2 separate regions of the Drosophila melanogaster genome follow, and region 1 is linked to region 2. A link is a contact called in public Hi-C data. All regions are on one chromosome and are shown on one strand. The core of a region is the stretch at or near the end of the contact, and the rest is flanking DNA. Distances in the headings are between cores, read along the strand shown. Region 1 holds the start of dac (dachshund). Region 2 has its middle 5.0 kb from the start of jhamt.

Region 1 (4,938 bases), core at 1,341-3,840, 110 kb before region 2:
GAGGCCATGTGAGTCCTTCGCCGGGGGAAATCACTTTCAGATACTGGCTTAAACTATCCATATTCCGCGGCGCTCCACGACAACTAAGGTAGTAACGAAGGACCTTGCCATCTACACTAGATACATTAAAGTCCGGCAATTGAGAACTCATTTCCAGCTCGTCCATTAGTTTCACCAAGTTCTGGTTAACCTGGTGATCCAGCATTTGTATAATGTCGAAGAAGGTGTCGTCGATGTGACGCATGTTGTACTGGCCGCAGGCGTGGTTGTAGTAGTTCTCACAGGGATTGGCTTCCTTGTCCACATGACTTAGGATGCCATTTAGAAGTCTTGTATTGGAACTGGCCGCCACAAGGGGCACCAGCAAGAGGCAGATAATCCACATAATAGCTGCGAGCGCACTGAACTTTTGCCATCCAGTCGTCGTTTAAAAATACAAATCTCGACACATCCAGAGAATACTCTATATATGTGGTGAAGGCAAAGCTGATAATCCGAAGTTATGGAACAGTAACTGTCGCTTCAAAGTCCAGAAGTATTATTGATATAACGACTTTCAAATTGACTCCTAGTCCAAATTTGTAATCCAAACTAATAGAAATTAATCACCCTCCTTTTTTTTAGAATATAAACTCATCTTTGCGCTTGCTTGTGGTTAATAAAAAATACAATTTTACTTAATAGTTAGATCAGTTGCATTTATTAAAGAGAAAAACCAGAGTTCAAAGCGAGCTGTTTGTTGCGAAAAATCAAACTTCCCGCCCACAGTTGCGACACCATGAAAAAGTTGCATGTTGTAGAACTCATTTCTTACTGACGATAGTTGGTTGCTATGACATATTTTGACACTTGGATGATAGAGGCAGTACCTTTTTGTTGTCCATTTATGGGGGGAAAACAAATTTGTTTGAATGAATACTTTTTAATTCTGCATGTCATTTTTGGTAAATTTAATGTACTTATTCGAATTTAAAGCCAGCGATTCATGTATATGTCATAATTAAATGAAATTCATATGACATAAGGAAATGGTAAAAGAAAAAATAGCCTAAAATGTCACAGTTTAGAAAAAAAGTAGCGTTACATATTAATTTTCATATCTAATATAATCTTATAACTATTTTTTAATGAAACAAACCGATGTAAAAATAAAATATTTACATTACAATAATTATTGTGTTTTAAATTCTTCTTTAAAGCCCGAAAATATTTTCTAAAAGCTGTTGGAAATCCACATTTGCAATCAATTTAATATTAAATGGTTGCTGTCACCTAAAAGACAGTGGGTGAGGAAATCCACAAAAGAAAAGCCCCAAACGAAACGAACAAGAAAAATTCATACGTCATGTGCAAACACAATACATAAAGACGTATTCCATTCCCATATAGAAAGAAATATGTACATGGAACTCTCAAATGGAGAGAACGGAATGCGATTGGTTCGGCGACGGAATGGCAATCGTTATGGAGAAGAATCGCAGAAGGCGAAACGAAGACAAATAATAGAAAAATGACCGAGCTCTCAGATACATTGTACATAAACATATAGAGGTGGCAAAGGTGCGATGCCAGAATTTATAAGCAATGCTATTTATAAGAACCCGAAAAACGAACGCCCCTCAGGCGAAAAAAAACCCCATTATCGCAATATGTGTAAGTGGAAGAAAGATGCCCTGCCATAGTGCTGCTCTCCTCCGAATCAGCAACACAAAAAGAAATACAAATAAACGGGACTCGAATGGAAACGAATGGGAAACGGAAAACGGTTGACAAAAAAAATCAAAGCTTGGGACGGAAAGAGATAGCAACACTGCCCCGAAAAGTATAATTCGTTGAAAGTTTGTCATTTACTTTTAATTGAAATTAAAATGCTTTTTGTCAAAGACAGCTGCGCAAACTCGAAGTAAAGCTATTTTTTTTTACTTTTCTTCTCTGGCAATGCATTTATTATAATTTACTTTGCAACACAAAATGCCAAAACAATTGTCATTTGTTTATATAAGGCGTCGCCCATGGGGGCGAGCGAGAGCGCAAACATGTACGACTGGCTATGCAAATATGCTGCTTTCTCGCTCGCTCGTGTTTATTGGTTGCAGCCCACCTGAGCGTGCGACAGAGATGGCGAGATGGTGTGAGAGAGAGGGCTCAGACTGAAACGAAATGAAATTGAAATGAAAAACGTTTTTTTTTCCAAAGAGAGAGAGCGGGAGGATTTGAAGAACACAACACGCACAAACGAATTGAAAAAATAAATAAAACGAATGCAAGAGAGAGAGAGCGATTACGTTTGTCATTGTATTTTCGGGGTTGCACACAGAAATATACACAGATGCAAACACACCGATCAATCGCACATACCACTCCCCTTTTTGGCCTGGTATTGGTGTAATGCGAGACGTGGACGGGCAACAGACATTCGTATTCGTACTCGTATTCGTATTCTGGTTTTGCACAATCGCAGATACAGATACACCAGCTCGCTCTCACAGGCACAGACACACACATACAAGCACACTCGTCTCGGCCGACCGCGCTGCCGGCGTCGCTGCCACGAAAATCCGAAAGGAATCGAATTGAAACTCGCCTTTCATTACGAATTTGTCATTCGCAAGAGAAGGTAATGCAATAAAACTTTTGCGCGCGCATTTCTCTCAGTACATAACGGTAGCGCTTCGTGTGTACGTACGTACGTACGTGTGTGTGGGTGGGCTAAAAAAATAGCACTCGTTAGCGCCCGCTCACTCGCTCACTCGCAGTCGTCGCCTCGCGCCGTCTCGCTCTCAGTCGATTCCCATTCGAATGCAATTCGTTTCGTTGATTTCTCCGAACGAGAGGGGGAAGAGGAACCAGTCGAAGGCGAAGAAGCAGAGGCAGCGACGCCACCGTCGCCGTCGCAGCGGAGTAGCTGCCATCTCTCAATCTCTGAGTGACAATCCGTCGGTACGGTACTCGAAAACGGACACAGCTCCGGTTTCCAAAATTCCAGTACGAAAACGGTTATTCGAACTCGATTAACACAAGCGGGCAATCGGAATAAATAACTTGAAATATTCAGAGTATATATTTCACAGCGAAATTCAAAAAGCAAAGTGCGCGAGTGTCTTGTGTCAGTGATGTTGAGTTTATAAATTACTTTTAGACCTCCTTAAAGGTAAATCTATGTTCTATATCGAATTATTCAAATAAAGCTGACAATAGGTATATTTATGCAAATTGGCAGTAAGGATCCAAATTAGCTTCATTGCCTTGTTTTTCCCAAAACTTAATTAAAGCAAAGTTTGCAAAGCAATAGTTCTGTTGATAAAGGATTATTTATGGGGGGTATTAGAAGATAATCGGACTTTAAATGTCTGAAAGGAAACTTTTCTATTTTCTGTTAGTTCTCTATATTTCTTTGTAAGTAAAATGTTTGTTAGGATATTAATTTACAAAAAATATTTAGCAATATAAACTTGTAGCTACCATATAACTAACTAAACTGGCTCAAAAATAGATTTTAATAAATAGGAGCATAGCTGAGCCTAATACAAATCCTAAATCGTTTGTAAATTTTTTGAAGGTCTGCATTTAAATTTGATGTTATAAAACTTACAGAAGTATTAAAAATGTAAAGCCAATAATAAGCGGATAGGAATATACGAGACACGCTCACTTAGAATTTGCATATAGAAGCCTAATAAATAATTAAAAATGAATTAAGAGTTCATTAATTATTTATCTTCCTCTCACCATCTATTTTCTATTTCTCCCTTACTTTGTGTCAAATTTTTGTCACGATAGAAAAAACGTCAAATTAACGAATCGATTAAAAAGTAAATAAACAAAAGTGTCGGCCATGATGAAGTATGGATTCTGTGACAAGTGAACAGAGTGAAAATAACAACAATAAAGCGGGCGCAATAAATAACAATATTAATAGTGGTATTGAAAGAGCCGCGGGCAATATGAACACCACCGCCATGTTGATGCATCACCAGCAGCAGCAGCAGGCAGCCGCAGCAGCGGCAGCCGCAGCAGCCCAGCAGCAACAGCAGCAGCACAATGGACGCGACGGTAGCAACAGTTCGCGTGGAGCCAACGAGGATCGTCCAAATGGACGGAGCTCGCACACAGGACGAGGATCCAGTTGCTCACCGGCCAGTTCACCAAGTCGCCATCCCAGTGCCGTCAGTCCGGTGAGCTCCCTCAACCACTCCATGATGCAGCAGATGCAGCAACAGCAGCAACAACAGCAGCAGCAACAGCAGCAGCAGCAACACCATCAGCTCAGCCCCCCGCCACATGGAATGCCATCGGGCAACGGACTGCCGACGGGCCTACCGCCCAGAATGCCCCATGGACTGCCGCCCCATTCGCTGGGGCTCCTCAACTCCCTGCAGATGATGCACCATGCCTCCCCCTTGGAACTGATGGCCGCCGCCCATCACCATGTGCCGCCAAGGTCGTACAACTCACCGCCGCCGATCTCCACCTCGGATCCCAGTGCCAATGAGTGCAAGCTGGTGGAGTACCGGGGTCAGAAGGTCGCCGCATTCATAATTAGCAACGAAACGATGCTCTGCCTGCCGCAGGCCTTCGAGCTCTTCCTGAAGCACTTGGTCGGCGGTCTGCATACGGTTTATACCAAACTAAAGCGCCTTGACATCGTACCGCTCGTCTGCAATGTGGAACAGGTGCGCATATTACGCGGCTTGGGCGCCATCCAGCCGGGCGTCAATCGCTGCAAGTTGCTCTGCTGCAAGGACTTCGACATCCTCTACAGGGACTGCACCACGGCCAGGTACGAAACCGAAGCAAAAGCATTGGGGGCAGTTCCACACGCAATTGGGGGTTTTTCGTTATTTCAAGACTTCATTTGATTATTTCACTGATCTGTGCTGTGCAGGCGAATATTTTGCAAAGGGAGTTTTTGCTTAGATTTACAGTAAATAGAATAAT
Region 2 (4,479 bases), core at 247-2,746:
TGAGAACAAAATCGATGTCGGGTTTCATTTGTTGCCCCAATGCTGAAGGAAGTGGGTGGTGCGGGTGGTTTTCCAAAAGGTTTCGCAGTGTACGTGTTACTTTCTATAACCAAAAATATATTTTTAATTACAGATCATAAGAGCTGACAAATAAATGGTGCGCTAACACTATTAAAATCGATGAAATACCACAAAGACTAAAACTTTAAAATAAAATGATATAAAATGTTAAAGACAAATGTATAGTTGGTTTTAAAAAATGCAAAATTAGCCTAACTCAACATCGTTAGCTATCTACAACTAGCTAACCACAAAACTCAAAGAACGCAAATGATGTCATCGCGAAATAGGTTGAAAACCTTCAATTACATAGACTCATCAGAGTCCTTATTCTTCTGTGACATCAATGCCAACTTAATTGACAAGTGGCGGTCAACAACTCAATGCCTTAAAACAAGCAACTCATTTGCGTGTCAACTAAAGACAAAGGGGGCCCCCAGTAAGTGGATAATGACAGAAAAGAGCCGGGTTTTTTTTTTAATAAATAAAAAACAAATGGCAATTGGCAAATGGAAGTGCTGGCAGGGATGTCAGCTAAACTGGTTAATTATAGTTAAACCCCCCAAGCAGAATAATGCAGCAAAAAAAATTTGCTAACCGCAAATAACTTATGTCGTCATTGTGTCAACGGCTGTTAGCCGAGGGTCGGAGTTCCATCAAATATAAGGGTTTTCGGTTTTTGGTCCTGTTCACTTGACCGCAACACTTGAAATATGCCACTGAAAATTGAAAAACCAATTTTATTGAACCCCGGGCATCGAAAATAAATGCTGGAGATCATTGGAAATGATTGCAATGAAATTGGAATTTTATTGGAACGGAATTGAAAAAGGTCTGCGACTTAAATTAAATAATCAAACCAAGGGATCAAACTTTATTATTTATTTGAAAATATTTCAAGCATTATAGTGACTTACAAAATTGTTCAAAGTAGCTTAAACATACCGCTAGTATTCATACAAATCCCCAAATAGAAACATTTCCCATTTAAGCAATATTTTGAGAGTAGAGCAAATTCAGTGGCCGAAGCGTATAAAATATGCCTTCCCGGAATATCAATGGCTTTGGGGCTTCAATTAAATAAACATAAAATGTCAGCGACTGGCCAAATAATTTTAATAACCAAAATTGGCTGCAATACCATCTGTGGGTATAAGGATTTTCCAAGAGAAGTGCTGCTTGCGGTCGTTTTAAACAAACCGCAGGTGTTGCATACATTTGCCAGCTTTGCATTAATTATGACGTGTGTCTCGGGAGAAAGGCGTGGCAAATGGGGGGCGGCTAGTGTCCAGGGGGCGTGGCGGTAAAACTATTTGCCGCACTTGCGACCAAAAGCTGGGAGCTCGTACGTAAAATTGTAGCATACTTATGGGCTAAAGTAATTTTATTGCCATGCACAGGAAGCTGCATAGACGACGACGACGACGACAAGGATTCCTGTAAGAGGTCCTGCTGAAGGAGAGAGAGAGAGAGTGAGAGAGACTGTACGGATCCCCGTAGAGCTCCTGGCACATCGTGTGACCCGTAAACTTTGCAGTTTCTTTGTTTGGACTTGGCCCAACGTGCCGGTCCCCAAGTTTGTTGCCGCTCTTATTATTTTAGTTGGGTAGTTCTCGCTAGTTTCTCCTGTTTACACAGCACAGACAAAAATTGTATTTATCCCAAGTTTTGAAAATTAAAACCCTAAAACTAAAATAGCAGAATTGCTAATTACAATGAAGATAATTCTTTAGAATTGTTACGAAAGCTTGATCATATACATATATAATACTTTTGAAAACTTCAAAATAATAAGTACCTTAAAATGCTTCATTATATAATTTCCTGCCCATATTGTTAGTTTTTTTTTATCCTTAAACTTTAACCAACAAATAAGAAATCAAAAGAATTTTCTGTGTAGTGTTTTTTTTTTTCAACTGCTATAGAAAGTGGATGATGTTGGGATCCTGCGTCATGGGTATGCGTCCGCACATAAAATGTTATTGCGAAAAACTATTAAATTTCTCTAGAGATGAAAATATGATCAGAAATTTAAATCGATTTATTAAAAGCCGTCGCAGTTGTTCGTTCAAGTGATTGTTGTTGGTAAGTTACTTGGCCAAAACGGAAGCAGGACCTTCAATTGCGAAAAGGAACATGTGTTGCCGAACAAAAGTTTTGCGGCCGAACACCGAAAAGGTTTCCAATGTGAGACGATTTTTGATTGATGGGAGTGCAGTTTGAACAGTGGAATAGAGAGCTGTTGAAAAACAATAAATTGAAATTTATTAATTATTAAATTTTACACTTTGAATTAACGAAGAAATATATAGACTATGGCAGTACAGTCTAGTTAAATTAAAATTATTTCTTAGCACAAATTCTTAGTTCATTGCAAATATTTAAGAGGCCACTGTGCGGAGATCCTTTTCCGAAACATCCTCATTGGCAGTCATATTTCGGTCAAAACTGGGGAAAACAAAATTTACTATGTACGCTTAATGTCTAGACAAAGCTTCCCAATTACCTTATCCGATTACACGAAGATTTGCCCCACGAAGTGTTGGACGTGGACAACTAGAGCTCCCCAGAAACCCGATCCCAAAACCCAGGACGAAAAGCATTGCTTTTTGGAAACCCTTGACCCGGCATGCCCGGAACTCTTCGGCAGAAATCTTCATATTACTGTTTTCCCTTTTTTTGGGACATGACCCAACCCCTTTCCTGCGGAGCGGAAAATGTTGAAATAATTTGGGCAAAAGAAATATTCTCACACCTTTCGCAGAGTAAAAAGCACTTAAGTGCCTTGGCCAGGACTCGGGTTTTAATTGAAGTGCAGTCCAGAGTCCTTGTGTGTGTGTGTCGTTTTTCAAGCAGGTGTAAAGTTAAATCATAAAATGAAATTAAAATAAACCAAAGCCGAAGCTGAAGCCAAACGTAATGAAGTACGGAAACATTCCACAAAAAGGAAAGAAAAGGCTTAAGCATGGGCTAACTCGACATCCCAAAGGGTTTACAGTTGGCTCCCCTGGTGCCCATAATTAGCTAAACAAAATTTTTGGAGAAATTTTTCAACAATTTTTGTATGTACATTTTTTTACGGAACGCAACATTTTGTTATTGAAAAATTCATGAGCCTTTGCCCAGTAAATTGACACAAGGACTCAGTGGCGTGGCCCATGAATTTCGTACCCCTTTTTCAATGAAAAAATATAAGAATTACTACAATGCAGAGAAATCACAACAAAAAAATACATATTATATTTGATTTATATATACTGGCATATATATTTTGGCATGTATTTAACGAATCTAATGTTTTAGCCAAAATCAACACAGTTTTGTATGAACTTAACCCTTTGCAAGGCATACGTCTCTGCCTTTGGCCTGCGCAAACGTTTTTGTCATATTACAATATAATTTATTAAAATTCTTATTTGCAACGCAAAGGACCTCCGCTGCGGATGAGCGAAAGAGAGGGCTAGAAAAAGATAGCCGTAGAGAACTCTGTTATAAAAACAAAAGAGACTCGTTAGTGCTGAATTTTTAATAAAAAGCCGCACATGATACCGAATGTAAATTACCATATTCCTCTTATAATTTTCTATAATGAGACTCAGCCTTCATTCCTCTTGGTATTTTATGTGTGTGTAATTGCCTTTTGGTGGCCATTAAATAGATAAATCCCAAAAAAAAAACTCGCTTTTTTGAGCTGTCCTTTTCACATATGCATATGGAAAGCGCAATCAAAACGCCCGAGAGTCAACAAAACCGCTAAGTAAACTCAAACAGAATGGTCAGTGGCAAAGTGGGAACCCACCTGAAAATCCGGGCATATTATTCGATGGCTACGCATTTTTGTGAGCTACAGCCAAATGCACACGCCCCCATAGAAACATACATACATATACATATGTATATATGTATGTATTCGTGTGTACACGACTTCCGCCGACATTCAGTTCCGGTATTCGATGTTTGTTTTTGCGGTTACGCCCCCGGAATCGACCCGCGAAATCGGGTGGGTCAGCGACTATGAACGCTGGGTTAGAACTCCTGGTAAGATGTGAAAATTCATGAGTTAAAAGAGTTACAAAAATAAATTTTCAAACTACCCAAAATTAATATTTCCTTTATTGATGGGTTATAAAGGCCACTAACAAAAGAAGCTCTTCGGTTAAATAACTAAAGTAATCTATACATCTATATCTATAACTATTCTTCAAGACCTTAAAAGTCGCAAAAATCATTATTGATTGAATAATTATAGTCATTTGTAGTTTTGGAAACTTCTCAAAGAAAATATATATTTACCCGTAATTGTGAGAATAATTTACAATGTGCCAAAACAAATTAAATATGTGCCAAAACGAAAGTCCAAATAAGTCCACGTACATGCAAGCGAATTGTCCCATAAAATGTCAAGTTAAATACGAAACC

Evidence for each region. A called contact is a pair of places that touch in the nucleus more often than the background predicts.
Region 1: a Hi-C map of the Kc167 cell line shows a contact between it and region 2, with 3 times the contacts expected there. The contact joins the promoter of dac here to the enhancer-like site in region 2. A contact is called at or near these places in 33 of 107 Hi-C or Micro-C datasets (the Clone 8 cell line, the Kc167 cell line, the PNm cell line and 13 more) and 1 of 6 datasets of contacts at active chromatin or transcription factors (the Kc167 cell line).

Annotation. Positions count from the first base shown.
Region 1 is chr2L:16,483,650-16,488,587 of dm6, reverse strand. It overlaps dac (dachshund), which reads left to right and starts at 2,590. Exons shown (of 12, transcript NM_165162.3): 1 at 2,590-3,151; 2 at 3,781-4,780. The coding sequence starts at 3,846. It overlaps Nepl8 (Neprilysin-like 8), which reads right to left and starts at 440. Exons shown (of 2, transcript NM_135951.4): 1 at 1-440. The coding sequence starts at 385.
Region 2 is chr2L:16,368,633-16,373,111 of dm6, reverse strand. No RefSeq gene overlaps it. Among named protein-coding and RNA genes, the nearest start is that of jhamt, 5.0 kb to the right of the region's middle. Within about 2 kb of position 1,496, at least 6 of the 39 cell types and tissues checked have an H3K27ac peak or open chromatin away from gene starts, as enhancers often do. A contact at or near this core is called in the Kc167 cell line, cellular blastoderm embryo and embryonic neuroblasts, where this site is marked.